Linked DNA regions of Mus musculus: region 1 is linked to region 2. Evidence: chromatin contacts called from public Hi-C data. All regions are on one chromosome and are shown on one strand. Each heading gives the region's core, a stretch centred on a gene start, on an enhancer-like site or on the middle of the called end of the contact. The rest is flanking DNA. Distances are from core to core; before and after follow the strand shown. Region 1 holds the start of Taar2 (trace amine-associated receptor 2). Region 2 overlaps Slc18b1 (solute carrier family 18, subfamily B, member 1).

The links. A called contact is a pair of places that touch in the nucleus more often than the background predicts.
Region 1: a contact with region 2 is called in a Hi-C map of embryonic stem cells, with 2.4 times the contacts expected there. The contact joins the promoter of Taar2 here to the enhancer-like site in region 2. A contact is called at or near these places in 11 of 39 promoter capture datasets (the 3T3-L1 cell line, 3T3-L1-derived adipocytes, cranial neural crest and 7 more), 13 of 484 Hi-C or Micro-C datasets (colorectal tumor organoids, embryonic stem cells, granulosa cells and 3 more), 8 of 115 datasets of contacts at active chromatin or transcription factors (bone marrow-derived dendritic cells, embryonic stem cells and stem cell-derived neural progenitor cells) and 4 of 9 other capture datasets (adipose tissue, embryonic stem cells, liver and 1 more).

The regions. Positions count from the first base shown.
Region 1 is chr10:23,936,789-23,940,863 of GRCm38.p6, reverse strand. It overlaps Taar2 (trace amine-associated receptor 2), which reads right to left and starts at 2,292. Exons shown (of 2, transcript NM_001007266.1): 1 at 2,269-2,292; 2 at 1-276. The coding sequence starts at 2,292.
Region 2 is chr10:23,811,254-23,815,011 of GRCm38.p6, reverse strand. All of the region lies in intron 6 of Slc18b1 (solute carrier family 18, subfamily B, member 1), which reads right to left. Among named protein-coding and RNA genes, the nearest start is that of Slc18b1, 16 kb to the right of the region's middle. Within about 2 kb of position 1,836, at least 40 of the 459 cell types and tissues checked have an H3K27ac peak or open chromatin away from gene starts, as enhancers often do. A contact at or near this core is called in embryonic stem cells, granulosa cells, liver and 3 more, where this site is marked.

The sequences.
Region 1 (4,075 bases), core at 1,043-3,542, 130 kb before region 2:
TCCGAAATACCAGCAGTTTTCCACTGACCTGACCATACTATATGGCATGATGGTGAATCCGAGAAGGAAGTCGGTGACGGCCATGGAGAGAATGAGGAGGTTGGTCGGTGTGTGAAGCTGTTTGAAGTAGGAAATGGAAATGATCATGGCCAGGTTGCCAAAGATCGTGATGAATATGGCGCAGGCCATCAACGAGTACATGGCAGCTCGGACGCCGAGAGATCTTTCATTCTCTGGGCAAGATCCATTTCCGTACTCTGAACAATCAAAGGTTTCCTATATAAAAATAAGAACACAGGGGACTTATCAGAGACTAGACAAAGACTCAACATTTCATCTCTTCTTTCTCAGACAGATTCAAGAAAAAATACAGAAGACACGTAATCATATTTATATATTTCAGTATCATTACTTCTGTATTATACTGAAATATATATATATATATGATTACGTGTCTTTCTCACTAACTTTGTGATTTATAGAATTCTAATAGAATAGATTAAAATTGTTTACTTTATAGTTTTAGTTGTCACTTTATAGTGACAGCCATGGAAAGAATGAGGATGTTGGTCAATGTGTGAAGATTTTTAAGTAGAAGAATTACTGAAGAATCTTTAATTATCTGGCAAATCCCCAAGTATTAGCAAGTTTCACAGAACAGGTACATCAAAGGGTCAGCGGACAACTTTCAAGAGTTGGTTCTCTCCGTCACTAGGTGGGTCCTAGGGACAGAACGCAGAGCATCTGGCTTTGCAGTGATAACTTTTCATTGAAACAACTAAGCCAGCTACAGGAAAGGGATCCAGTGCAGAGTTATTCCTCTTTCCTTCCTACTTTGGGACTCCAGGTCCATCAGCAGAAAAGAAATGGAGTCTGTGACAGCATTGTGCTTTCACAGTGGGTTAAAGTGGAGGAAGGAACCACTGATATGCAAGACCTGGGTGTTTAGACACTGCAGGCAGGATATCACCAAATTACATATAAGGTCTCTGCCAGCTAATGCCTTAGATGCTGTTCACAGAAAACCAATCTATTCCCAATAGGTGGTAGTGGTGCTTAGCTGTTTGGTTTTTGAGATAAGGACTCATATGACCCAGGTTGGCCTTGAACTCTTGATCCTTCTGCCTCCATTTCTGGAGTGTTGGGATTATACGTGTGCACCACAATGCCCAGCCTAGACGGGCAATTTTTGTTCACTTGTTGGAAACTTTCTTACCTGCATGTAATGTGTTTTGATCAAGCCCATCCCCCTGCCCTTCACCTCCACCCTCTCCCTTCCCCTCCCTACCAACTCCTCCCAACCTTGTGTACTCTCTCTGGCTTTAACCTTCTGAACCCACATGGCACTGCCAGTCTGTACATAGATTCAGGGCCATCAACTAGGGCCCAGGAAGTCCCTCCATCCATGTTGAAGTTTTGTCCAACTTCATCTTGTACATGCAAGAAGTTTGAATCCATGCATGGAGTGTCTCTGCCATGTCTGGACCTCTTACTCTTAAAATCTTCCCACCTCCTCTTCCTGCCTCCTCTCCCATGATCATCCCTACCTTGGGATACTTTCACTAAAATCTTTTCCCCATACATATTTAAAGTATATATAATCAGTTCTCAAACTATACTTATTTTTAGTACCTAAAAGTACGAGTTTCTATTAGTACAGTAATTAAAAAAAAAATAAAAGCCACAGGAAGGGACCGAGATGCAGATAGTATAGATACAAGATGATAATAGATAGCCAGGCAGACAGACAGACAAGCAGACAGATCCCCCACCCCTCCTCCCGACAACTCTATTTTCTAAGTGAAGTGACTTTAAAATGAAGCAATCACATTCCCTTCAGGTTTACTATGCTGTTCCCCTTGTCTTTCTTTTGTGAAGTGGGGATTCACAATGATCACAAATTCTGCTCCTGAGGTCCCTCTGCCTCACCTAGGGGGACACCTGTACCAAACACATCAGTGGGTCCTCATGAAAAACCCCCACTCTTTTCTGGGGTTGTAAATATTCATCTCAGAAAACGAGACATGTTGTCAAAAGGTAGTAAATTCTTTTGTTTCCACATTTTAACTGAGCTGCCTTTAACTGCAAATTTACAGTAAGCCCTGACTGACTCTCTAACCATCTGTAATCTTGCTTATTCTCTCTGCATGTGACAAAAAGCAAACAAGGACAAACAATCTCACTGCTTTACAGTAGTGGAGGCATTTTACTTAACACTCGAAGAAGAGAAAACACAGATCTTTCCCTTCACATCCCGTCTCCATGTACCTGCTGGGCTTCAAAAGATGCCATCGTGACTGCTTTGTGGAAGAAGCTGTCTCTTCTCCGCTCCCTGTGAATGCTAACGCTGAACTGTAAGACATGAGCTATGTTAACTGTGCTGCTTTATAATTTAACAATTGGTCTCAAGGGCATTGGATGTGTGCTGGGGAGAAGGGGAGGGCCCTGGTCATTCTGAAGTTTAACAGCTTAAGTGACCCTGACTACCCCTCTGTCCTTTTAGGAATCTCTGCTTGCTTTTGTTTTCATTACCCCCGGCACACTGAATGCTCTAAAACAGCTAGCCTGTAAAGGCTGTAATAGTTAATGGAACTCCTTCAGTTATCGGAGGCTCTCAATTCTGATTACATAAAGTTAGAATTCATGGAGAGATGTAGACTAGATAGGTGTCCCCTGCCACTTTAGGATGACCAGAATGAAGAAGCACAGTCCATACTTTATATCACATTTTATACTCACGGGATTTTCTCATCCACCGTTTTCCTGTATTTGGCTAGGGTGCAGCTCAGTGCTCCTAACCCTGCAGGAGTTACACGGTTATCACTGCCTTAAGTAACTCCACGAAGGCGCTCACATCCTCTCAGATATCATGTCTTTAAATCTGTTTACATCTAATCACAGATGCCTGTAGTTTTATTCTTCTTCTTTTGATATGAGAAAGTTTATTTTCCTCTGCTAGGATACACTGGTCGTTATATGACACCAGGTTCCTGCTTGGGGTTTAGCTATGCCTGTTGTCAGTGACCTTGGCTATTGTGGTAACGACTTTGGATCATTAAACTCGGATAGCCACGTGGGTAAACTGAGCTTTGAAGGGCTTTAGAGGACTCACTGATTTTCTGTCTCCCTCTGGAAGATCTTAGTGAGATTTTAGCAAGGTACTCTGCATTTTCACTTCTCTGGTCCCTACAAAATATATAAGTGACTTGATTTGACCTTTCTTGATAGCTTTCCATAAGGGAGAAAGATTAAAAAAAAAACATCACCCATTTAGAAATTCTGAGCAATGCAAGCTTATTACAACATAATCAGAAAATTTATATTTTTAAAGAAACATTCTAAATACACATATCAACCCAAATGATTATGAAGTTAGGAATTAATTTTTAATATGTAGCCGACAGCATTTCTACTCAAGAGTTTCCAATATCTTTCTTGGCTCTGTAAGGAATTATGCAAGTATTCTTAGAGGACAGGATATAGCTCAGTGATAGATCTCCAGCAATAAAAATGATTTTTATTATCTCCATCGTCGTCATCATCATAACCATCATCATTGTCATTGTCACCACCACCACCATCATCTCTGTTAGTTACACAGGAGTGTAGTAGCGTCTGGTAGTCCCTTGGTAACTACTTCAGCTATCAAGGCTGCTGTTGAAGTATCCTGGTGCTTTTGTTCAATTACCTCTCATAACCAAGATACAGTACCCAGTGCTGAACTACAGTGCCACACAATCTGTCTTCTTTGATCTCACCGTGCATGACCTCACACCATTATAAAGCGTGCTTGTGATGTAGTGTGTAGAATGTAGTAAATTTTAAAAAGAGAAGCCACATAGTTTTTTTTTTTTATAATTGTTCTATCATTAAAATTTTGTCGTGCCTAATTGTGTTAAAGTTTATCACAGAGGTGCAAATGCAGAGAAAATCCAAGTGTATATAGGATTTGGTACTATCTGCAACTTCAAGCACTTACTGACGGACCTTGTATCTTCCACAAACAGATTGCAGTTATGTGTCATTCTATCTCGGACGCTAGAGCTTTCTTGAGTAGATAGATCTTGACAGGGGC
Region 2 (3,758 bases), core at 587-3,086:
TGAGCCACCATGTGGTTGCTGGGATTTGAACTCAGGACCTTCGGAAGAGCAGTCGGGTGCTCTTACCTGTTGAGCCATCTCACCAGCCCCCATCACACAATTTAAAATGGTAAAAATAACCAGGCATGGGGCACATGCCTTTAATCCCAGCAATTGGGAGAGAGAGGTTGTTGGAGTCTAAGTTCAAGGCCATCCTGGTTTACAAGAGTGAGTTGCAGGACAGCCAGACAGGGCTACACACACACACACACACACACACACACACACAGAGAGAGAGAGAGAGAGAGAGAGAGAGAGACAGAGACAGAGACAGAGAGACAGAGACAGAGACAGAGAGAAAACAACAAATAATATAATATTAAAATAAAAATAATTTTAAGGGCTGGTGAGATGGCTAGTGGTTAAGAGTGCCGACTGCTCTTCCAAAGGTCCCGAGTTCAAATCCCAGCAACCACATGGTGGCTCACAACCATCTGTAATGAAATCTGATGCCTTCTTCTGGAGTATCTGAGGACAGCTACAGTGTACTTACATATAATAAATAAATAAATCAAAAAAATTTTTTTAATTATAAAAAAACCTTTTGTTTTAATCTGTTACATTTCTTGCGTATACAGAAAGCATTATCTGTTATAATATATAGCTCAGTAAAGAACACTAGCTGCTCCTACAAAAGACAGAGGTTTAGTTTCCAGTGCCCACATGCCTTCTTTCTGACCTCTGTGAGCACCAGACATGCACACAGTCAAAAACTCACACACAGAAAATGAAATAAGTAAAATGTACCGATTGTTTTAAGTTTTAAAATAAAAGGATGGCTGGGCGTGGTGGTGCAAGCCTTTAATCCCAGCACTCAAGAGGCAGAGGCAGGTGCATCACTGAACTCAAATCCAGCCTGGTCCAGGATGGCCAGGGCTGCACAGAAAAACCCTGTCTTTAAAAAAAAATTATATAATAATAACAATAATAACTGGAAAAATCCAGAAACAACGAGTTTCTAAATTTTAAACAACTTTAATTATAGTAATCGTACTTGTTTTATGCTTTCATTATTATTGCTAATCTCCTTTTACAATTATTTAATTATTTAATGTGTATGTGGTGTTTTGCCTGTATGTCCGTCTGTGCCAGGAACCTGCCATGTGTTCCTGGTGCTTCAGAGGCCGGAAGAGGATGCTCTGTCCTGAGAGCTGAGTTACAGATGGTTGTGAACCACCATGTGGATGCTGGGACTTGAACTCTGTTCCTCTGCAAGTGCAGCTAGTACTCTTAACCGCTGAGCCATCACACCAGCCCCATATTGTTAATCTCTTAACTGTGCCTAATTTTAAATTAAACTTTACCGTAAGTATGTGTGCACACATCAAAACTTAGTAGAAGTGGGCTTGATGTGTGCTCTGGTCTTGTAGTATGTGGCCCACAAAGGAGGTGGGACTATTGTGTAACTCCATAGATCCTCCTGTCACCATGGTGTAAAGCAGGCTCCTCAGATTCTCAGGTTGAGGGTTTTAATGAGAGGCGTGGCATGCCATGACTGTTAGAACAGGACATCAGGGAACAACTGGAGAGCAGATATGGAAATGGGTCAAGGACTCCTAACACACAATGCTAAGTAGCCTAAGTATGGCGGGCCATGGGGGTGGAAGGAATGAGCAGCAGGTATTGAACACAGGATTCTAACTGCTCACAAGTCAAAACAAAAGACAACTTCATTACAGTTGCTGATGGCCCAGGGACTGCTTGTATTTTGATGCTAATTCCACTCTCCAGGGAGGGGCTTAGGACACGAATGAGTCCTCCCCCCTACTTAATTTGTAAAACAAAGGCTAGAGCCTGTGATTGGGCAGGAGAAGAGAAGGTGGAGCTGAAAGTTTGGGCGAGATGGAGGAGAGGGAGAAGAGAGGACGACAGAGGGGGTGGAAGGAAAGTGGAGCAGAAGCCCGTGGCCTGGAGGAACCACAAGCAAATAAGGGGTCTCACAGATGAGGAAGATGGTAGTGTAGCGGCAGATCTGCCCAATCTAGGCATGCAGTTTTATTCATATTAACTGAGTCGTGTTTTCTTTGCGTGGGTTTATTTGGGTTGGAGATTTCCTGTAACATCTATCCTAAAACTTTCAATGGCATTAAAACTTTCAATAACTGTAAGAGTGCACTTATTTAGGAACACTCCAAACTTAATATTATCGACCTTAGGGATTTTTTTAAATTCCAGTTTTAATTAGCCTGTCTTAGCTATCTTTTCTCATTTCCTAATGTAATAAAGAGTTTTTTTTTTCCTTTTGCTACATGAGAATCTAACCCCTTTCTTTTCTTTTCTTTTTTTCTTTTTCTTTCTTTTTTTTTTTTTGAGATTTTTTTTTTTTTTATGTATATGAGGACACTGCAGCTGTCTTCAGACACACACTAGAAGGAGGGCATCAGATTCCATTACAGATGGCTGCTGTGAGCCACCATGTAGTTGCTGGGAATTGAGCCTAGGTCCTCTACAAGAGCATCCAATGCTCTTCACTGCTGACCCATCTCCCCAGGTCTGTTGCTGACTGTTTAGCCATCATACCTGGACATAGCCCAGGATGCTAAACGAAGGGAAAACAACATAAAACAAAACAAACAAACAAAAAACTGATTCCTTACACTTGCAAAGAGGATAAGCACCACCTTGTGGTTTACTGTGGTATTGCCTCGCTGGCTCTGTTCTCCCCAGTTCCCCATAGTAACCTAGCAAGAATACAAGTTGACTACCCTACTAAGAATCAATGCTTACAATGTACATAACCTGGCTAGTAAGTTTCATTTGGACCAAAGGGAACTACCAATGAGCCACAGCTAAGAACCTGATGGCCCAAAGTGTTCTGTGCTCCTTGCCCTGGTTAGCTCCTATCAGTTAACCATGACAGTATGCAGCTGCTTATCACTGTGATTAGTGATTTATGTGGGGATGGAAACTTTGACCCGGAATGATTCCTTTACTGTGCCAGGAACTATTATCTTACTGTGTCCTTGTAACTATTACTGCTCCAGACAAGCAGAAGGCCCACTGGGAAGGAATAATTGGCCTTGACCGGCTACACTGAATGTTTTAGTTTGTTTGAGATGTATCTCAAAGAAACTCACGGAGTGAAAAACAAACGTGTCACTTTGTGCCCAGGATGGCGTGGAACTCACTAAGTACACAAAGTTGACCTAGAACCTAGAGTTGGGAAAGGTAGAGGCAGGAAGATCTCTGGGCGTGTGAGTTCCAGGGTGGGCAGGGCTACATAGTGAGACCGTATTAAAAACAAACCAACAAGCCGAGCGGGGGGGGGGGGGGGGGGGGGGGGGGGGGGTGGTGACACACGCCTTTAATCCCAGCACTTGGGAGGCAGAGGCAGGCAGATTTATGAGTTCAAGGCCATCCTGGTCTACAAAGTGAGTTCCAGGACAGCCAGGGCTACACAGAGAAACCCTGTCTCAACCACCCCATCCCACCCCCACCCCACCCCCCCCCAAAAAAAAAACAACAAAAGAACCTAAAGCCACATTGGCCTAGAACTTATAGGGATCTCACCTTGCTTTTACTGCTTTGTAGACAAAATGTGTTGCCCACAGCAGTTTCTGGTGATTTAGTTCAGCCCAATGGCAATGGCTTGTGAGGAGAAATTAAGTATTTTGATCCTCCTAAAACCTAGAAATTTTTGTGATATGCTTTTATTTATTTATTTGTTTGTTTGTTTGTTTGTTTGAAGATAGGGCCTCATGCAACCTAGGCTGGCCGTA